7 separate regions of the Mus musculus genome follow, and regions 1, 2, 3, 4, 5 and 7 are each linked to region 6. Evidence: chromatin contacts called from public Hi-C, HiChIP or PLAC-seq and promoter capture Hi-C data. All regions are on one chromosome and are shown on one strand. The core of a region is the stretch at or near the end of the contact, and the rest is flanking DNA. Distances in the headings are between cores, read along the strand shown. Region 1 holds the start of Ten1 (TEN1 telomerase capping complex subunit). Region 2 holds the start of Wbp2 (WW domain binding protein 2). Region 3 holds the start of 6030468B19Rik (RIKEN cDNA 6030468B19 gene). Region 4 holds the start of 2900041M22Rik (RIKEN cDNA 2900041M22 gene). Region 5 holds the start of Trim47 (tripartite motif-containing 47). Region 6 holds the start of Srsf2 (serine and arginine-rich splicing factor 2). Region 7 holds the start of Tk1 (thymidine kinase 1).

Region 1 (2,700 bases), core at 160-2,659, 650 kb after region 6:
TTTGGGGGCTCCATTAACTTTGCATTCAGGCTAAAGCCTTCATTCGTTTAACCCATTCTCAGCACCGTTACTGTAAAAGGGTCTTACATATGTTGTTACAAGGGCAAGTTAGAGAGGTAATGAAGAAATGTAGTTCTTTTTTTTTTTTTTTTTTTTTTTTCGAGACAGGGTTTCTCTGTGTAGCCCTGGCTGTCCTGGAACTCACTTTGTAGACCAGGCTGGCCTCGAACTCAGAAATCCACCTGCCTCTGCCTCCCCAGTGCTGGGATTAAAGGCGTGCGCCACTACCGGCGTAGTTCTTTTTGGTGGCATGAAATCAAATGAAGAAAGAGTGCATTTTACTTAGCACTTAAAGGCTTTTTGAAACAAGGCATTACACAGCCCAGGCTGCCTTCAGTCCGATTCTATATAGCTGATAATGATCTTGGACTTCGTGATCCTCAGACCTCCACTTGAAGTTGCAAGCCTGTGTGTGCCACGGTGCCCAGTTTATGCTGTGCTTTGAGATTATATTTTGGCTTTAGTGCATGCTCGACATCTCCAGCCTACTACTTAGCAATTTTTAAGGAAGAATTAAAAAACAAACTGGTGAAAACTGGCTGTCTTTGAGGCTCAGGAACTCTTTGTTATAAATCCTACGCTAGAACTTCTTAGGCGTAGGTACATCTTCGATGACGATAATGATATGGCAAAGTAAAGTCTAGATTTCAAAATTTCTAGGACCTGCCCTGCCGGTTTAGGTGGGAAAAGACTTGGGCTATAAAATGTAGAGAAACTGGACCTGTTCCCTCTCGCTTTAAATCCAGGCCCAGTGCATAAACCCGGAAGCTCCGCAGGACCAGGTCCTTGCATCCCAAGTCTCTAACGTCAGTCAAGTCGGCAATATTTTTAGCCAACGACAATGAACCGTCTCCCGAACGTAACCTTTGTCCTGTTACCCTTTCGCTCCAATTTGTTTGGGTTCCAGTAAAATCAACAGCTTTCCTCTATTAGCCTCCTCACCCCGCCCGAGACCCTTGACACCCATTCCCTTCTGGTTTCCGGGGACACTGTGGTGAGAGGACCCCCCCCCCACACACACACACACCCACCGCCCTAGCCTGAAAGGAGGTGAGTCCCACAGCGCAGGCGCAATCCCGCCCCTCAAGGCCCTGGCCAATCGGTTGCGCGCGTCTCCAGGGCTCTTTTCCTCCCGGAAAGATCACGTGAACCTGGAGACGTGAGGTCCGGGAAGAGCCCCACTCCCTTTCCAGTGCCACTGCGGTCCCTTGACCTTTTACCTTGCTTTCCTTGGCGAGGAGCCGCTCGGGGACCTCCCCTGGCCCGCAGCAGGGGATTCGTCCGTCCGGCGGGCGGTACCAGCGTCGGGGATTGCAGCCGGTCACGTGAGGAGTGGCGGCGGGGACGGGGCGGGGACGGCTCGAGGGGGCGGGGCCGAGGGCTGTCTCGCTCCGCTCATAGGGCCTGGTCGGCGCCTGAGCTGCGGAGACAGGTTGTCATCGCTTTGGTGCCTGTCACTTCTGTCGCCACCTCCTCTGCCCCCAGCACTGGTCTCCGTCATGAATCCCGATCTGCGCAAGGAGCGGGCCGCCGCCACCTTCAATCCAGAGTTAATCACGCACATCTTGGATGGTAGTCCGGAGAACACCCGGCGCCGTCGAGAAATCGGTGAGCCTGGAGGGCCGGGCCTCTTATACCGAACCAGGCGAAAGACCCCCGTGAATGAGGATTTGGGGCCTCTGGAGTTGAGGGGAAGCGGGGACCCCTACTTCGATGGGCGTCCGGTGTCAGGATTAGGAGGGGAACGTCCTCTGTTCTAATCTGATGGGAGTCAGGGAGGGTGAGTACCTGTTTCTCTTGATGTCATTTAACCCTCTTTCAGAGAACTTGATTCTGAACGATCCAGACTTCCAACATGAGGACTATAACTTCCTCACTCGAAGCCAGCGTTACGAGGTGGCTGTTAAGAAGAGTGCCACCATGGTGAAGAAGATGAGGGAATTTGGCATCGCAGACCCTGAAGAAATCATGTGGTTTAAAAAGTAGGTGTATCTTAGCACATTAGTGTATGCCCAAACTACAGCTGCAGTCTGGGGAGGTCTTCTTACCGCGCATGTCGTTTAAAGGCTTAAATTGAATACTTCATGATTCAATTTTATGTGTGAAAAATAATATTACTTTTGCATCTAGATCTTTTAGTAGGATAGCATAGCATAGTTGTAAAAATGCTAATAATGAACGGTTGTGCCCAAAATTGTTTTTTTTTTTAATTTTAACAAACTTTAAGGGATGGTGAGGTGGCTACCTGGCCTAATCATCTAATTTCAATTTGTAGAAAGAGAGTCACCTCCCTTAGATTGTCCTCTGACCATTTGCTAGAGGTGGCTGTTGTACCCCCACACACAATAAGATGAAACTTTAATTTATAAAGTTCTTTTGAACTGGGCCACGGTGACCCATGCCTTTAATCTCAGCACTTCGGAGGAGGCAGAGGCAGAGGCAGGCTGATCTCTGATTTTGAGACCAGCCTGGTCTGCAGAGCTAGTTCCTGTTCGTCAGCCAGGGTTACATGGCGAAACTGTGGGAGAGGGTGGGCCAGAAGGCCGGGCAAACACTAGTGAAGCCCGCTGGGGGGATGGGGGAGACAGAGAGGCAAATAATAAAAAAGCTTTTTGTTCCAAACATCCCTATGAAAGTTCT
Region 2 (2,700 bases), core at 122-2,621, 770 kb after region 6:
GACTATGCTCTTTAAAAACTGCTGGGCTGGCTAGGGACATAGTCCAGCTTAGAACAGTGCTTTTCGTGATGTGCATGAATACTGGACTCAACTGATCATCATAACTTTGTAAACCCAGGCTCGGTGGTACACACCTGTAATCTCAGGACTCTTTCTCAAAAACCAAACAAACAAAAATCTGTAGCCATTTGACTTTTATTAGTGTGCACCTAGAAAAACAAACAAACAAACAAACAAACAAACAAACAGACAAACAACCCCAAAGCGAACAGAAGGGTCTCTTGCACTGTGAGTTAATAATGTACCTGCCATTTCCCAGAACTGTTTTACTCTGCAGCTGAGGCTGGTCTGGAAATCATTATGCAGCCCAAACTGGCCTCAAATCTGTGGCAATGTTCCAGGATGTAGGGCACCATGCTGTCTGCTTCAAACCAAACACTGGTGTCTTAAGGTTAAGGGTAGGTACGCTAAGATGCCACCCAGAAACTGAAGAGTTCTCCCAACCCTCGACAGCCCTGCGAAAGATACAACTCAGAGGTGGAGTTTAGATTCACTACAGCGCAGTGGGGAGACACCCACTAGCAGAAACGAGTCAGTGGTATTTTCAAAGTCCTACCTGGCGGTTGGTCATGTGCTTTGTCAGTCCACTCAATTATTCTAGGTCCTGTTTAAACCCTGCTGTTTAACTTCTGCAGCGGGATCCGCTAGATCAGAGCAGGAAGCAGCGCCATCGCGAGGCGGCAGGCGGCAGGTGCTGGGCGGGGAAGAGGGTGGGGAGCGGACCGCTCAGTCCCCAGAAGTTCACAGTCCGACTCTGGGTCCGGGATCTGGATCTGGGTCGATTAAAGTGGCGTATTTTATTTTTTTCGGGCTTTGCCAGTCCACTGTAGAAGGGACTGCATCTCGCACTGCTCTGTAAGTTTGCAATGAATACCCAAATGTAAGCGCGAACTACTCATGACAGTTGCGGAAATGAAGACGGCTGGTTACGTAATGTTTAAATGTACCATACACCAGATCATCAAATTTAAGTTACATTTCTTCGATTGAGTTTGCTTAACATGAGGAAGCTAGGATGAGAGAGGCGTACAAATGTTTAAGTAGTCTTGTAAATATAATCTCTAGCCTGGCCTATAATATAAAAAAAGACTACAAATTCCAGAATGCACTCGTCACTAAACGCAGGGCGAGGCCGCGGTTGCCGGACCACTGCCTGCTGGGAATTGTAGTTGGCTGCTTGTTTGTGATGCAGGTGCAACTTGGGGGAGGGAGAGCGGGAGTAAACTCTCCCCACGTGACAGTCCAGATCAGGTGGTTGGTCAGCCTGCGCGCAGGAACTATGATTGGCTGACTGTAATACGAACGACGCCACTAGAGGCGGGCCAAAGACCAGCGCAAGCGCAGAGCGTTGCGAGTCTCGGGACCCCAGTGGGAGAGACTATGGCGCTCAACAAGAATCACTCAGAGGGCGGCGGAGTGATCGTCAACAACACTGAGAGGTGAAAACACGGCGGAAGGATCCTGGAGACTTGAAGGGCGGGTGTCGGCCACTGTGTGTGGTGGGCGGTGGGATATGGTGGAGAAGGAAATTGATGGAGCGCTGTGGGGGGGGGGGCGTGGGGGGGGAGGAAAGAGGGAGAAAGGGGTGGTAACGGCCGGAGGCGGGGCTGGAGGGAGTGGGTGGGTCGTTGGGGAGGGCCGGAGTGCTGATCAGCTGGGGTGATGGGTGGGGGTGGGGCCAGAGAATGGTGTCAGGGTTTGTTTGGGAAGCCGAGTGAGGCCCACGGGTGATTTCTTGAACCCCTTCCCAAACGAAGTCTTAAAACATAGTTGCTATTTATTAGGCGTTCACTACGTCTTTACTATGCTGCGTCAGCTCTACCTTAGGTAATACATAATCCTGTGCCGCAGAAACTATTAGACACATTTTACAGGTAGGGCAAGTGACGCCTAATGAGGTTAAAATAACTTAGACCATTGTGCTGTGAGTAACAGAAGGGGAATTGAAGGAAGGTAACTTGGCCCCAAAGTCAATAGGCTTAACTACTCCTGTACAGTTTTCTCGTATATTCCAGAACTTCTCAAGTTCCAAAAGAAAGGCTGAGGCCCTAGAGGTGGTGGAACTAAATGTCTGTCAACTACTTAACCCGGTGACCCTTATAAAGGCTTGTCTCTTGCCTGGTTCTCTTGAATTCTTAATGGCTTGTGTCAGTTCCCCGAACAAAGGTCTCCCAACTTTAAGATTCTTTTTTTCTCTCCCCTCCTTGAACTGCTGGGCTTCTCTGTTCCTCTTGTTTCTTGTTCCTTGGAATTCTGACTCTCCTGACTTGCACTATCCGGGCTTGGATTAACTTGAGAGCCAAGAGAGACATGATGGAGGTCAGAGCCCACACCCAGTGTAGACAGGCACCCATCTTGGGACTTGTCACCTGGGAAGCTGACTCAGAGGAGAAGGTGGCAGTGACAAGGCCAGGTTCTGCTGACCTCGTGTGCGTAGGTCTTGGGAAGGGGCTGGCCAGCACATGTGCCTGGTGACCACTTCTTTAACCTGAGCTGCCCCTCTTTTATTGCACCAAGAAAGGATATTTGGGACAGGAGGAGACAGCTGAATGGAACCATACGAACTCAAACCTTTTTATCTTGTAATCTGAGAAACCTTACATTGTTTTCTGGTATACTTTGTCCAGTTCTTTGGCTGAG
Region 3 (2,700 bases), core at 125-2,624, 940 kb before region 6:
GCCGAAAAGAGAGAGGGAACACAGGAGGGATCTATCTGTTTATCTGTGCATATATATGTGTATGTGTGCATGATATAGTTATACATACATAGGTATATATGTATAGATAGATAAATAGATCAGACAGACAGACAGACAGACAGACAGACAGAGGACACTCACTCTCAACTGCTGTCAGAGCAAAGTGGCTTAATCTCTAGATTCCCTGAGGTCTCCAGCTCCCTCAGCAAGCCCCTCCTGTCCCAGAAGTGCACACTAGAGTTCCCCAGCCTTCTCTGCATCCCACCTATTAGGCAGAGCTGTGGGACTTGATGGAACAGGTGAATTTTGCCCCCTGGGAGGACCTGGGCCCTGTGAACAATGCAGCTGCTCCCTGTGGATCCCTCCTCTTTACACACCTCAAACTCCTCCTCTCCCACCCTGCCCTGTGGGGTGGAGGTCACAGTTATCCATCTGGATCCTCTCACACCAAGTCCTCACCATCAGTCTTTTTAGCCAAGGCACTTGCCACAAGCACCCAGCTGTGACCCAGGTGTCCCCAGCTAGATCCTTCTCCCCCCAGTGTGGGGGCTACTCACCTTCTGTCTGCTCCTCTGAGAAGCCACAGGCAGCTGTAAAAGAGGAGAGGGGAGGGGTAAGAGGAAGCCCTGCAGAGGAGGGAGACTGTCCAGACAGCTTCCTGCCCAGGCTGATATCTGACAGTGAGGCCCCTGGGACCAGTTAGCATCTCTGATCTGGAGTTTTTATCTTATCTTACTTAACACAGGGTCTCCCCTATACTCCAGGCTGGCTTTGAACTCAATACGTACCTGAGGGTGACCTTGGAATCCTGATCTTCCTGTCTCTACTTCCTGAGTGCTGGACATGCACACGTGCGCATGGGCACCCTCCCAAACACACTATACCACACACACATCACACCATACACACATACATACACATACAGAACACACTACACCATACTCACATACACACCACACATACTACATACACCAGTGGAATCCAAATGACAGATGATACCCTAAACAAGGTCACATCTGCATAGCATAGCACATCTGTCTGCTGTCAATCTCCTGCTCAGACCCTCTCACCGTGTCTCTCTCTCTCTCTCTCTCTGGCTTCCAGGGTGCTTCCGCCTTTGGGTCTCTTTCTCTCTTGGACTCTCTTCACACTCCATTCCCTGAGCCTACTCTCTCAAGGCCCTTCCCGTGATGTCTGCAGGAGACTCACCCAGCATGGCAAAGAGGAGCAGCTGAAGGAGCGCCATGCGTCTGTGAGGTTGGGGCTGTGTATGGCTCAGGCTGTCCAAAGCTTCCTGTCTGGCCTCTCCACCCCAAGGCCCCTGGATGCTCCTCGGGTGGCTGCCTGCAGCTAGGAGATAACTTGAAGGTTGTGGCTCTCCAGGGGCCCCAATACCTTACAGGGCTGGTTCCAGGGATATCTGTGTTCTCCCCCTGTTACCTGCAGGGGAGGAGGGGATAAGCGCGTGTGTCTACTGAGTTTGGGATGTGTGATTATCCTGGGGCACTGGCGTGGGGCTAATGTTAACACAAGGGCTCTCCTTATCCAGGAAACCTGGAGAATCAGTAGATTCCTGTTAAGAGGCAGGGAGGGGAGGTTCACATCATATTGAGATCCATCTGAACACCACATACCAGGTGAATTTTGCCCCCTGGGAGGACCTGGGCCCTGTGAACAATGCAGCTGCTCCCTGTGGATCCCTCCTCCTCGCACATCTCAAACTCCTCCTCTCCCACCCTGCCCTGTAGGGGTGGAGGTCACAGTTATCCATCTGGATCCTCTCACACCGAGTCCTCACCATCAGTAACGTCTTTTTAGCCAAGGCACTTGCCACAAGCATGCAGCTGTGACCCAGGTGTCCCCAGCTAGATCCTGTCTAGCTATCGATATTCTGCTCAGACCCTCCCACAGTCTCTCTCTCTCTGGCTTTCAGGGTGCTTCCGCCTTCTGCTATAGCTGGTGCATTCTGTCTCCAAGTTAGACCTCAGGTGGGATGAGACTCTGTCACCTGAGAGTGTGTAGCCCAGTGCCTTACTCTTTTTTTTTTTTTGACAGATACACAGTAGTTTATTTTTAATATGCTTTTTAGCTCAATGGTTGGATACTTTTAAGCCTCCTGAGGCTAACATGTCCTTATCTTCACTCAGATCAACACCTCTAATTCTGCCCTCAACTCAGTTGCCCAGTTACCTTCCCCTTGCTCAGCACCCTAAATCTGCCCTCAGTTTAGTTACATTTCTAATTTCCCCAAACCCAGTCAGGGAAGAGGCCAATGGCCACTCCACCCAAGATCTCACATGGCTGGTGGCTCTCTCTCCCTCCCAAGCTTGGTGAATCCCCTTTCCCTCCACCTGTGTCTGCTAACCTGCCTGCAGGAATCTGAAAGTCCCTCCTCTCCCACTCAGCCATTGCAGTGCCTTACTCTTGTCTTTAAAGGAGTTCAGAGAAAGGCAAGGTTGTCCCTTAAGGACCTAGATCCAGCCTTACCTGGACAAAGGGAAGTGGACCATGCGACCAATACTGGGGTGGTCTGAGCAGAGCCGTTCTTTCCGAGCCTAAGGCTACACCAGGGCCAGACCCACAGGGACCGAGGGGCAGAGAACCGAAGAAGCAGGTAAGCTGGCACTGGATCATACTACCCCATGGGAGGCCACCCATAGCTACCCACCCACATGGGTG
Region 4 (2,873 bases), core at 326-2,825, 760 kb before region 6:
GATTGAAAGCTCTGAGACCGATGTAAAAAAAAAATTTTTTTTTAACAATTACATTTCTATCATAAAAGTCTTCATTAGATATCACCACCAGCAGACTTCCTATTCGGGGAGGGAGACTGCCCTCTCTTCCCACTCCAGAGGCTCCCCTAACAAAAGGCCTTTCTTCCGAAGGCTCAGTTTGGGAGCTGGTCTGAACTTCAGGTAGTTTCAACATTCGACCTGCCCTCTGGAGCCCAACGACCTCCCTCCCAACAATGACCACTTGGGTAGAGGCAGAAGCAGCAGCACTGGCCAATGTCAACCGATGTGTACATCCTCAGCTGGTGCTGACTCCACACTATGCAGACCGGCCAACCCCAGGTAACAGGACTGCAGTAGGAAGGGAAGCTCTTCAGTCTCCTGGCTCCCACCGATGTGGTTTCTGCTCTGGATCTGCCGCAGCCAGCCAGGTACCAACGCCACCTGCATGTAGCTCAGGGACATCAAAGCTGTTGAGAACGTTTTCCCACTGAACTGAGCCTGGGTGGGTCCTTCACCTGTTCTTGACATTCTTCCTGAATCTGGAAATTGAGGACATGCTTGTGTGACTATCGTGTCACATGGTGGCCACCAGATTGTTCTCCATGACTCCTGCCACCTTTGTGTCTGAAGGTGGGACTGTGCCTGACCAAATGACCATGATACCCACCCCCCGCCCTCCACCCCATGCTGGCTTTGGCAAAGCAGCTGGATAAGCTCTGAGTTGCTGATAGAGGGGGCTATTTAGCCAGAAGTAGAGTGTGGTCTCCATCTGATCGTCAGCAAAGAAACAGGTCCAACAGCCCACATAGTGCGAGCCTGACAGCCCACAAGGAACTGACAGACACCAACTGGCTGAGTTGAAGATGGATCTTTCTTTCAGACGATTAGCAGTTCAGACTAGGATGGCAGCTTCATGAGAGCACAAGTGGAGGACCTGGCCAGAGGCTTGGACCCCTGAACCTCACTGTTTTGTTTTAAGCTCACTGTCTTGGTGTCATTTGTTACAAAGTATCTGGGAGCTAGTCTGCAGTCCTGTGAAGTTGAACACAAAATGATGAGCTATGATATCAAGACAGCAGCCACCCTGGTCAGGTCTCTCTCTCTCTCTCTCTCTCTCTCTCTCTCTCTCTCTCTCTCTCTCTGCTGACTAGCAAGGCTGGCACTAGGAAACAGTGTCTGAGATACGGGATCTGAAGCAGGTTCCTGGAGAAGACTCCAGAGCTATCACATCTTTGCTGGGTGATAACGGGTAAATGGTCTGACTAGCACATGCCCAAGCTTCCGACTTGGAAGGTGGAACTGGTGCTGGTCTGTCCTTTTTCTCATAAAAGGGATAAAGAAAGCAGCCTCCTAACCAAATACTCACCCTGCACTGCCGGAGAGATCCCAGCTTTTAGGACAGCTCGGAAGGCATCTGCGCGGTGCAGCTGCAAGGCGTGGTCTTGTGTGTTTTGCCGAGGGAGAAGTGGAAGCCCAGAGAAGTTAAAAGGAAGCACAAGACCATATAACCAATCAGCGGGCCAGCTCAACTAGCCTCATAGCTCTACTTCTAATGGGTGTGTGATGGGCGGGGCAGACTCCTGCAAGCCCGTCCTTTCTGAGGTCCGAGGTGTTCCTGCAGCGTGTAGAGTGGGCGGAGCTTCCAGGAGATCCCTGGTGGGGCGTCCTCCTAGAGCCTGGGGAGTTTGGAATCTTTGTGCCTCTTTATTAGACTTGCATAGCCCAGACTGGCCGAGCCTGAGAAGTGAATTTTTCTGTATTAAATAATTTTCCTGTTCCTGATAAGATCCAGCAACAAAAGGAGTCTAAGGAAGGAAAGGGTTGTTTGGTTCACAGTTCAAGGTCATTGTGGGGATGGTGTGAAAGCCAGAGTGGGAGACAGCTGGTCACATGGCATCCTCTGTCAGGAAGCAGAGAGAGACAGAGACAGAGAGAGAGAGGAGAGAGAGAGAGAGAGAGAGAGAGAAAGAGAGAGAGAGAGAGAGATGCTGGTCACATGACATCCTCAGTCAGGAAGCAGAGAGATGGATGCTGGTCACATGACATCCTCAGTCAGGAAGCAGAGAGAGAGATGGATACTGGTGCCAGGCTCTGTTCCTCCTTTTTGTTTAGTCCAAGACCCCAGCCCAGGAGGATTGTATCCAGTTCTCAATTCTGTCAAGTTAACAAGATTCATCTTTACATTCTCTGTCTCTCTCCCTCATAGGCCAAAGGCATGCATCTTGGGCTGTGCACACAGGGGCTGTGCTGGCAGCTTCTGGCCCACGTGAACCCACAGTGAAGCCCGAAGCAAGCTGTGGGCAGGAGGGCAGCAGGAAATGCTTATCCTGCAGGCTTCTGCAGAGCGGGTTCTAGTTTATACGATCTTCATGGGAGTCTTCCTTTGTGGCTGGTGGGTCATTCTCATTTCCACATCTGTGTTAATTAGCTCTAAAAGCATAGGAGGTGTAGGTTTTAATCTGATTGGTTGCCTGATCACATACTACAGGCTAGGGGCTGAAACCACAGTCACTGAGAGGGAGGAGGGAAGAGGGAGGAGGGAGCTGTCTGTTGTCTCCTCGAGCTCCATTCTGAGGACCAGCTTGGGCTACTTTTCCTGTTGAAATGACAAGACAACCTAATGGAGCAAGGATTTACTGTGGTGCATGGTTTGAGAGTGCAGTCCTGGCGTGGTGTGGAGTCTGAGGCAGGGGCCAGGTAGCATCTGTGAGCAGGAAGCAGAGATGAGTCTAGGCACTCAGCTCATGTTCTCCTTGTTATTCAGCTCAAGTCCACAGCCCATAGAACGGTGCCACCCACATCCAGGGACGGTCTTCTTACCTCAGCTAAGCCAATCTAGAAGACTCCTCCCT
Region 5 (2,985 bases), core at 242-2,741, 740 kb after region 6:
CGGCTGACCATGGCTGATGATCACTCTGACTGTCTGGGTAAGCTGTGTCAGTGTTCCCACTGAGAGAGTGCTCGCTCGCTCGGTGCCTTCAGAAGCCATCGTGCTTAGCACACAGACAAGGAGTCACTTTGGAGAGCCTACAGGAATTATTTGGGATTCTGCTGATAGTTACAGGTAACTATCACATGGGCACATGGATGCTTATTTTTTTATCGAGGGTTGTAACAACACTATTCCACCCACTTTGTTTATTCGTTTGGTTTTGGACACCATGCTCAGCCTTTAACCAGGGGCTAGAATCTAACTCAGGCCCTTACACTTTACCAACTGTGGGCTCCACTCTATAATAATAATAATAATAACAATAATAAGGGCCTGGAGAGATGGCTCAACGGTTAGGAGCACTGACCACATGGTAGCTCACAACCATCTGTAATGGGATCCAGCGCCCTCTTCTGGTGTGTCTGAAGACAGCAACAGTGTGCGCATATAAAATAACTACTAAAATAATTTTGACAATTTGATTCTACATAGTTTAAAGCTTAACATTATTGCATTATTACAATGTCAGTTTACCCGACATGGTGGCCTGCACCTGGAATCTCAATACTGGAGAAGTGGAGGCATGGGAATCAAGGCCAACATAAGCTCTGGGCTAACCAAGGCTATGTAAGAAAGACCTATCCCAGAAACAACACGAAGAAGCCATAAGCCTGTGATCCCAGCACTCAGGAGGCTGAGGCAGGAGGATGAAGAGTTCTAGGTCACTCTGGGCTACATACAGAGACTAAATCTCAAGCACAAGTCCTTGCAACTAGACGCACTGTTCTAAATGCATAGTTGGGCAGGCCTTAACCAGTGTCTCCTTTTGGGGAACTACAGGCACCCGCGAGTATCCATGAACGGAAGTAAATTCCTCAGACAAGGGATTTGTCAAGTGATGTCAGCTTCCCATTTCAGATCTAGACAAGGCTAAGTTCCCCAGCGCGGGTAAACACAGTCGCTAAGAGGTCAAAACAGACACATACCAGCAGTAAGTTTTTCTGTATGTCAGCAACTCAGGGAACTTGGCTAACTGTACCTGGGAGGGGTCTGGAGGGAAAGGCGCTGGCTACATGGCTGTGCACGCCCACCATGGCACCTGGCTGACCAGGATAGAGGATGGAGGATCGAATGTCCTCTCAGCCTCCTCCCCATGAATCCCCTCACATTCTCGCTCCGGGTCCTCTCCTTTTCACAATCCTCTGGCAGTCCCACCGCCTCCGCCCACGCTGGGTAGAAGTCTCAAGAGGGTCGTGCTCCCCTGGAGGGCTGGCCGGCCTCGCGGCGTCTGCTGACCGGTGGGTGCGGCGGTGGCGAGCCGCGCTGGGGCGAGCAGAGCTGCGGAGGGGTAGGAGGGGGCCGGACCCTTGGCCAGGGTCCCAAGGGGCGGTGCCGGGCGCGAACCGTCCCAGGTCCCTCCCAGGCGGGAGCAGCACAGGCGGTGCCCGGGTAGCGGCGGAGCCATGGACGGCAGCGGGCCTTTCAGCTGCCCCATCTGCCTGGAACCGCTCCGGGAGCCGGTGACACTACCCTGCGGCCACAACTTCTGCCTCGCTTGCCTGGGCGCTCTCTGGCCGCACCGGAGCGCGGGCGGCACCGGTGGTTCCGGAGGTCCAGCTCGCTGTCCACTTTGTCAGGAGCCTTTCCCCGACGGCCTGCAGCTCCGCAAGAACCACACGCTGTCCGAGTTGCTGCAGCTCCGCCAGGGCTCGGTCCCGGGACCCATGTCCGCCCCGGCTTCAGGATCGACCCGGGGCGCCACGCCCGAGCCCTCCGCGCCCAGCGCACCACCTCCGGCTCCGGAACCATCGGCTCCCTGCGCGCCGGAGCAGTGGCCCGCGGGTGAGGAGCCGGTGCGCTGCGACGCGTGCCCCGAGGGCGCCGCCCTGCCCGCCGCGCTCTCTTGCCTCTCCTGCCTCGCCTCCTTCTGCTCCGCGCATCTGGCCCCCCACGAACGCAGCCCCGCCCTGCGCGGCCACCGCCTGGTGCCCCCGCTGCGCCGACTTGAGGAGAGCCTGTGTCCGCGCCACCTGCGGCCTCTGGAGCGCTACTGTCGCGTGGAGCGTGTGTGCCTTTGCGAGGCCTGTGCCACTCAGGACCATCGCGGCCACGAGCTCGTGCCGCTGGAGCAGGAGCGCGCGCTTCAGGAGGTGGGGCACCTTGAGTCGACACGTGGAGATGGGTGACAGGAGGGACACTAGAGCTATTTAGTCCCTCACTCTTATCCGGGTGTGTCTGTTATATATTTGTTTTATCATTATGGCTGTGCACATGGAGATGAAGGAAGCAACTTTGTGGGGTTGGTTCTCTCCTCCTGCCTTTACATGGGCTTCATCTCTCTGACTCAATAGGCTCTGCCTTAGTTTCCTCCTCTAGCCTGAGAATCTTTGCAACCTCTTCCGGTCTACACTGTCATTTGCTGGGGCTGGTGTGGATGGAAAGAGAGTCGGGAGGGACTAGTAAGATGAAAGAGTGGCAAAAAGCCGAGAGAGAGAGAGAGAGAGAGAGAGAGAGAGAGAGAGAGAGAGAGAGAGAGCGCTTTAGCTAGATTAGTGTAAGTGTAAAGCGAGAGAGGGATCCGCATTAGGCCCTCAGAAGCCGTGGGGGTCAGGAGTCGCTGGGTGCGGGCGGGGCCCCGTAGCTGATGCCCTCTTCAATTCAGATTCGTCCTGAATTGAGTCAGCCACTTTGTATGGGTGTGGCGGGCACCAGGAGAGCGACGGAGTTTGGGCTGGTCACACAGATCTCCTCTGTCCGAATGCTCTGGGGCCGTGGGGAGCATGTGCCCAGTGTCCCGCTACCTCCCACCCCCAGTTTCCTTTGGCCTCCATCCCGGTCTTGGCGCCTCTGGCTTTGGGATTTTCCGCCTCTCCTGCCTGGAGCTGTGACTCATTAGAGCCGAGGGATTTGCCCGGAATCCCCATTTTTCAGAGCTGGATTGGG
Region 6 (2,962 bases), core at 333-2,832:
ATCTGTGCTATTTAAGCTCCTGATGACAGTTTGCTGTGTGGAAGATAAAACTAATCAACAAAAATGTCTTGCCATCTCCCTCCCCGCAGGAAAGTCTAAATACTCAAAAAAAATGTTATGATCCACACCTCTCACCCAAGCCCACCATGAGAGGAGAAAAAAACCGACTCAATTGCCGCAGAAGATATACTCGAGATGGGGAAACAGATAATCAACTGTACCCACAAGCCACCCAAGCACTAAATACAGAGTTTAACATTCACAAAAATTAAAGTAACTATGGTCCATACTCAAATTGCAAGCCGCATCTGAGTATTAAACGAAAGTGTTTAACACCACGTAAACGCGAAATATCTGATACACAAAATTAAGAAAACGAGAAAGGGTAGGCTGAAAAACAGGAGGTGCAATCTTGGCGTGGTAGCGGACATAAACGTTTATTGTCACAGCTGGAATGCATTCAGACGGGCATTCAAAGGAAGGAGTACAGATTCCAACTCACCGCCACATTTCCACAAGTCTGAAAGGCGGTGAACATAAACATAAAGGCAACTCCTAAAATAACGATGTTGAAAAGCTTTTTAGACTCCGGGGACATTTTGGCTCCGCTTGCTCAGAGGCCAGCAGCGGCCCAGGACAGTCACCTCTTCTCCTCCAGTCGAACCCCCTGACAGCCCTGAGGGAAGAAACCAGATGAGAGAACCACGAAGCCAGACTGCCGATTTCCAATCTTGGGATGGGAATCGTGGGTTTAAGGGAAATCTCTCCCCACCGGTACAGTCGGGACCCTCCGGGGACGCGACCGAGTGCAGAGGAGACCCGGGGTCTACCCGCCGCAACTCCAGTTGCAGGGAACGGGATCCGGGGCAAGGACGAGCAGTAGCAGCTGCTGGGGCCCGCCCTCCCGGCCTGACTCACAGCAGATCACGAGACCGGTCAGCTGACCAGAGTCTGGTCGCAGCGCCCGCCGGGAAATGTAGTCCCGGCGCCCCGTGGGGGGAGGGGAGGGTACGGCCGCACGCTGTGGCTAGCGCGTACTTTAGGTCTACACTACCCGTCCCTTCGTAGAGAGCAAAGGCCCCGAGAAGTGAAACCAAGGCAGCGAGCCTCAGTCAGGAGCGGCGGGAGAGGGGAACGTGAGGTGGCCCCGGGACACAGAGAGGCAAAAGAGAGCGCAAGAACCGGCTCTGACAGGCGGGACTGAAGGCTGGGCGGAACGGCGCGTGGAGCCCGGGCATTGGCGTGGGGAAGGGGCGGGGCTCTGGTGGGGCGCGCTTCCTCTTTCTCCCTCCATAGAGCCTCGTTCTTCCCCTTCCCCGCGCTCTCGCGGACGCACCCACGGTAGAGCATTTGGCGGGCTTTCTAACTGCCTTCTCTGGCTGCTCCCCCGCCCCACCGCAGTGACTGCGCGCTTTCCGCCCGCCCGCCGCGCGGTGCGCAGGCGCACCTGGGAGGGGCGGGGCGCGCGGCGGCGACGTTACGCAACACGGCCGAATGGGCCAATCAGGAGATTCATTTCCGGGTGGCGCGGGCGCCATTTTGTAAGGGTGGGTATAAATGCGCGCTGGGGCCCGCCCGCTCGCTTAGTTGCTGCTCAGGCGTCCGTCAGGTTCGGGTGCTCTGCGGCGGCCTTGCGGCTCCCTCCCTACCCACGAGGACTGTAGCTACCGAGCGCCTGACGGAGCTGCGTTTCCGGAGAGCGAGGGCCTGTCCGGGGCGTTAGGGTCTCGGCGCCGCTTCGCAGCCATGAGCTACGGCCGCCCGCCTCCCGATGTGGAGGGCATGACCTCCCTCAAGGTGGACAACCTGACCTACCGCACCTCGCCCGACACCCTGAGGCGCGTCTTCGAGAAATACGGGCGCGTCGGCGACGTGTACATTCCGCGGGACCGCTACACCAAGGAGTCCCGGGGCTTCGCCTTCGTCCGGTTCCACGACAAGCGCGACGCCGAAGACGCCATGGACGCCATGGACGGGGCGGTGCTCGACGGCCGCGAGCTGCGGGTGCAGATGGCGCGCTACGGCCGCCCGCCCGACTCGCACCACAGCCGCCGGGGCCCGCCACCCCGTCGGTACGGCGGCGGCGGCTACGGGCGGCGGAGCCGCAGGTGAGCGGGGCCCGGGGCGGAGCGGGAGGCGGACGGGCACAAAGGTACGCGGAGCACGTGGAGCCAGCCCCTCCCTCGCGGCCGGGGTGGCAGCAGGGCCGGGCCACTCCGTGCGAGACCCCGCCTCGCGGCAAGGGAAATGGCGCCTGGCAGCCAGATAATGGCGGCGGGGCGGGCGGGGCGGGACCGGCGGCCTGCAAGCTCACCCTGTCGCTTCGTTCACGTCCCACTCGCAGCCCTCGGCGACGCCGGCGCAGCCGATCTCGAAGCCGGAGTCGGTCCAGGTCGCGAAGCCGCTCCCGCTACAGCCGCTCCAAGTCTCGGTCCCGCACTCGCTCGCGCTCCAGATCAACCTCCAAGTCCAGATCTGCCCGAAGATCCAAGTCCAAGTCCTCCTCCGTCTCCAGATCCCGCTCGAGGTCAAGGTCCAGGTCGCGATCGAGAAGCCCTCCGCCCGTGTCGAAGCGAGAGTCCAAGTCTAGGTCGCGGTCCAAGAGCCCACCCAAGTCTCCAGAAGAAGAGGGAGCAGTTTCTTCCTAAGAAAATGGTAATGTCTGCGGGAATCTGAGACACGCCCTAACTCCCGTGGGGTATGGAGTAGGTTTTTTGAGCCTTGTTAGCATAAAGACTCCTGGTGTTAAGAGTACTACTGCTCTGAAGTTACTCAGCTTTGGGAGTGATGCTGAAGAGGGGTCTGCAGAGAGGATTGTGTAAAGCTTAGATAGTAATGGCTGTTTCATGCTGTTTGAGACCTATTAATGAAAATGACTATTTCTTGCTGTTTTTATCCAACGTCTGCATTTTCCCCCTTTAAAGCTGCGGTCTCCTGTTTTATCAAAGAATATTGGCCAGTA
Region 7 (2,721 bases), core at 122-2,621, 970 kb before region 6:
GTGCTGGGTTCAATCTCTACCACCACGAGGGGAAAATGTAAGATGCCCACACTTAACACAGAAAGCCAGGAGGACACAGGTTCCTAAGCCAACACAGGAATCCTGAAGACAGTGAGTGCGTCTTCACACTGAGGCCTGGGGCTGGGCACCTTTGGCTCTCTCCAGCTGTCTCTAGCCTTGCTCTTCTCGTTGATATAATGGGGGTGCTAGACGCCCACAGGGTTGGAAGGGAGGTGTGTAAGAGAAACAATGTAAGCCCCTTGCTCAAACACAGCTGCCTCTGCCTCTTCCTGTTGAATGTTCGTCTTACATGCTATAGACCCTTCTCGTTCCGGTTGGTACCTGCTGGATGCTAGGGGCCTGGCTAGGCATCATCTTTTTTTTTTTTGTCGTCTTTTTGTTTTCTCATCTCTTGTAACTGTGTAGCTGCCTCGAGGATCAAGTGCTGAGATTACTGACATGTGCCAAAAGTCTTTTTATTTCCTCTTTAAATGTGTGTGCCTGCAGTCCCTTCTGGAGCTGGACGCTGTGAGCTGTCTTGATGTGGGTGTTGGAAATCCTCAACTCTGCGCCTCCGGAGGAGCTGTGGATGCTCAACAGCCGAGCCATTTCTCTAGCCCTCTGCCTTCATTTTTACTATTAGGATTTATGATTGATTGTATTTTAAAGTTTATTTTTTGTGTAGTCCTGGCTGACCTGGAACTCACTCTGTAGACCCGGCTGGCCTTGAACTTAAGTCACCTGCCTGCCTCTGCCTGGAATTGAATGCTTGAGCCACCCCCGAGGACACATGTTCCTAACTTTCAACAGATTCTAAGTGATGTCTGTCTGTGACCAAAACAAAGAAGCCTGTTTAATACAAGCTAACCAGTCAAGAAATCCTAGTGGAATGGTAATTAACTACAGCAAGCGCCAAAATGTGTTGTCCTGCTTTGTGTATGCCTTTGGTAACCCTTGCCGCAACCAATGGCAGACAGAGTAACCAAACAAATTCCTGAGTGAGAAGGTTTCTGGGCATGCTCGGTGTGAGCCATAGGAGTTTTAGCATGGGAATTCTGAAGCCGCTCAATACAGTCTGTCCCTGAAGGTGCCTGCCTTACTTTGCGACTCACAGCAAGGACCCCCAGCCTTGGCACCTTCCAGACTGTAGTTACAGAAACACAGAATCACACTGCACAACCTCAGAGTAAGGTCCAAACCCTAAGCCCCTTAGTTCCTGCTGGAACTTGAGTTTTCGCTGTCTTTAAAACCAGGCTAACAAGCTAAACCTGCTCTATGACGAGAAAAATGAAGAAATCTGGCGCTCAACGCTTGGAAATTTGGCTTGTGGGCATCCTAAAATTCCAGTCCCGGCTCTGGGCGGCTGCACCACACCTACCTCCGAAGACAAGTTCCTCCAGGGATTCTGGCCCGCAGAAAGGGAAGGAAACGCCATGGCCAGATCCGGAGGGGATGGTCGAGCTCCAGGCTTTTCACGTAGCTGAGAGGTGGGACGAGTCTTGTCTTCGTCCCGCCCCCTTTTGAGTTCGCGGGCAAATGCGAGCAGTAAGTCGAAATTTTTCCACCCACGGACTCTCGGTGCTAACTAAGGTTTGCACAGCAGCCATGAGCTACATCAATCTGCCCACCGTGCTGCCCAGCTCCCCCAGCAAGACTCGGGGGCAGATTCAGGTGCGGGGTCTGGAGTGGGGTCGGGTGGTGGCTGGTGCGGGGTGTACAAGGGGGAGACCCCTTAAATGACTTCTCTTCTAGGTGATTCTCGGGCCCATGTTCTCAGGGAAAAGGTAATGAATGGGCCTTCGGGGCGGTGGGCCTCCCTCTCTCTCTGCAGCCTCTCTCTCTGCAGGCCCTGGCTCTCCTCTCCCCCCTCCCCCATCTTCCCAGGAGCCTCTGACTAGGCGGCAAACGCGCTCGACCTCTGTGTGTACATTCCCGCCCAAAATTCGATTTCCTGGATTGCTGCCATCCTCCTGCCCAAGCCTTTTCTCTTGGGGAACCCTATCTTTGCTGAGGCGGACCACATGGGGGTACAATTGAAGACCCCAGCCCACATTACCCAGGAGCCCACCGAACTCTCATGTGTCCCCTGGGAGTTAGGCACCTTCTCTGACAGTTTCCTCATTCATTCCCCATGCGAGCTCTCCTAAAGCCTTGGAGCCCAATTAACTCTGAGGTGAGGGTCTAAACTCTGGGAGTCCCACCCAGAATAACAAACACACACTACTTGGGTTTTCTTTGCTTTATCTTGGGGTTAGTTTTTGTTTTTTTTTTTTTAACTCAGCGTCTTTATTTGTGGCCCAACTCAGAGATCCGCTTGCCTCTGCTGGGGTGCATCACCATACCAGGCACCTCATTATTTCTGAATGGTCTGGTGTCACCTCAATTTGTCCCTTGCCCCGAGGGTGAGGGCCAAACTCATGATCTGGGATCCAGAAGCAAGCTCTCTGGTGATTCTGTCAAAGACTTTGAAGTTCATTCATGAAAATTGAATTTTGTTCAGAACAGCATGGGGTGAACGGCTGCAGTTCCGGCTGCCCGACGCTAGGTGGTAGTGGCAGCCCGCCTTTTGCTCGGGCCTCATGTGCTCTGGTTAATTCTTGCAGCACAGAGCTGATGAGAAGAGTCCGGCGCTTCCAGATCGCCCAGTACAAGTGCCTGGTCATCAAGTATGCCAAAGACACGCGCTATAGCAACAGCTTCTCCACACATGATCGGTCAGTC

Evidence for each region. Promoter capture Hi-C pulls out the DNA fragments that hold promoters and counts their contacts. Hi-C and Micro-C count contacts between places; a contact is called where the count stands out from the background. HiChIP or PLAC-seq counts read pairs in DNA pulled down with a chosen protein or histone mark. Capture Hi-C pulls out chosen DNA fragments and counts their contacts.
Region 1: a promoter capture Hi-C map of liver shows a contact between it and region 6, with 2.3 times the contacts expected there. The contact joins the promoter of Ten1 here to the promoter of Srsf2 in region 6. A contact is called at or near these places in 4 of 39 promoter capture datasets (hippocampal neurons, liver, neutrophils and 1 more), 1 of 484 Hi-C or Micro-C datasets (muscle stem cells), 2 of 115 datasets of contacts at active chromatin or transcription factors (embryonic stem cells and pancreatic cancer cells) and 1 of 9 other capture datasets (adipose tissue).
Region 2: a Hi-C map of regulatory T cells shows a contact between it and region 6, with 3 times the contacts expected there. The contact joins the promoter of Wbp2 here to the promoter of Srsf2 in region 6. A contact is called at or near these places in 2 of 39 promoter capture datasets (liver and stem cell-derived epiblast-like cells), 4 of 484 Hi-C or Micro-C datasets (embryonic stem cells, liver and regulatory T cells), 4 of 115 datasets of contacts at active chromatin or transcription factors (bone marrow-derived macrophages, cardiomyocytes, embryonic midbrain and 1 more) and 1 of 9 other capture datasets (adipose tissue).
Region 3: a contact with region 6 is called in an H3K4me3 HiChIP or PLAC-seq map of bone marrow-derived macrophages, with 5 times the contacts expected there. The contact joins the promoter of 6030468B19Rik here to the promoter of Srsf2 in region 6. A contact is called at or near these places in 3 of 39 promoter capture datasets (cranial neural crest, fetal liver and second pharyngeal arch cranial neural crest), 2 of 484 Hi-C or Micro-C datasets (B cells and CD4 T cells), 5 of 115 datasets of contacts at active chromatin or transcription factors (bone marrow-derived macrophages, effector CD8 T cells, extraembryonic endoderm stem cells and 2 more) and 2 of 9 other capture datasets (adipose tissue and liver).
Region 4: a promoter capture Hi-C map of liver shows a contact between it and region 6, with 2.1 times the contacts expected there. The contact joins the promoter of 2900041M22Rik here to the promoter of Srsf2 in region 6. A contact is called at or near these places in 2 of 115 datasets of contacts at active chromatin or transcription factors (bone marrow-derived macrophages and pancreatic cancer cells) and 1 of 9 other capture datasets (liver).
Region 5: a contact with region 6 is called in an H3K27ac HiChIP or PLAC-seq map of microglia, with 5 times the contacts expected there. The contact joins the promoter of Trim47 here to the promoter of Srsf2 in region 6. A contact is called at or near these places in 1 of 39 promoter capture datasets (liver) and 3 of 115 datasets of contacts at active chromatin or transcription factors (bone marrow-derived macrophages, microglia and pancreatic cancer cells).
Region 7: a promoter capture Hi-C map of pancreatic islet shows a contact between it and region 6. The contact joins the promoter of Tk1 here to the promoter of Srsf2 in region 6. A contact is called at or near these places in 2 of 39 promoter capture datasets (embryonic stem cells and erythroid cells), 2 of 484 Hi-C or Micro-C datasets (B cells and liver), 5 of 115 datasets of contacts at active chromatin or transcription factors (astrocytes, bone marrow-derived macrophages, embryonic forebrain and 2 more) and 2 of 9 other capture datasets (liver and pancreatic islet).

The regions. Positions count from the first base shown.
Region 1 is chr11:116,197,564-116,200,263 of GRCm38.p6, reverse strand. It overlaps Ten1 (TEN1 telomerase capping complex subunit), which reads right to left and starts at 1,409. Exons shown (of 4, transcript NM_027107.1): 1 at 1,281-1,409. It overlaps Acox1 (acyl-Coenzyme A oxidase 1, palmitoyl), which reads left to right and starts at 1,219. Exons shown (of 14, transcript NM_015729.3): 1 at 1,219-1,668; 2 at 1,883-2,042. The coding sequence starts at 1,560.
Region 2 is chr11:116,085,666-116,088,365 of GRCm38.p6, reverse strand. It overlaps Wbp2 (WW domain binding protein 2), which reads left to right and starts at 1,371. Exons shown (of 8, transcript NM_016852.3): 1 at 1,371-1,499. The coding sequence starts at 1,441.
Region 3 is chr11:117,796,334-117,799,033 of GRCm38.p6, reverse strand. It overlaps 6030468B19Rik (RIKEN cDNA 6030468B19 gene), which reads right to left and starts at 1,374. Exons shown (of 6, transcript NM_029964.1): 1 at 1,231-1,374; 2 at 579-611. The coding sequence starts at 1,267.
Region 4 is chr11:117,609,949-117,612,821 of GRCm38.p6, reverse strand. 2900041M22Rik (RIKEN cDNA 2900041M22 gene) reads right to left here and starts at 1,575. Exons shown (of 2, transcript NR_015489.2): 1 at 1,388-1,575; 2 at 1-560. It overlaps Gm35170 (a long non-coding RNA gene), which reads left to right. Exons shown (of 4, transcript XR_003949818.1): 4 at 172-999.
Region 5 is chr11:116,108,741-116,111,725 of GRCm38.p6, reverse strand. Trim47 (tripartite motif-containing 47) reads left to right here and starts at 1,491. Exons shown (of 6, transcript NM_172570.5): 1 at 1,491-2,192. The coding sequence starts at 1,506.
Region 6 is chr11:116,851,714-116,854,675 of GRCm38.p6, reverse strand. It overlaps Srsf2 (serine and arginine-rich splicing factor 2), which reads left to right and starts at 1,582. Exons shown (of 3, transcript NM_011358.2): 1 at 1,582-2,108; 2 at 2,345-2,655. The coding sequence starts at 1,747. The coding sequence ends at 2,648. It overlaps Mfsd11 (major facilitator superfamily domain containing 11), which reads right to left and starts at 676. Exons shown (of 13, transcript NM_178620.4): 1 at 503-676; 2 at 1-33. The coding sequence starts at 598.
Region 7 is chr11:117,824,664-117,827,384 of GRCm38.p6, reverse strand. It overlaps Tk1 (thymidine kinase 1), which reads left to right and starts at 1,371. Exons shown (of 7, transcript NM_009387.2): 1 at 1,371-1,671; 2 at 1,753-1,784; 3 at 2,604-2,714. The coding sequence starts at 1,606. It overlaps Afmid (arylformamidase), which reads right to left and starts at 1,466. Exons shown (of 11, transcript NM_027827.3): 1 at 1,379-1,466. The coding sequence starts at 1,435.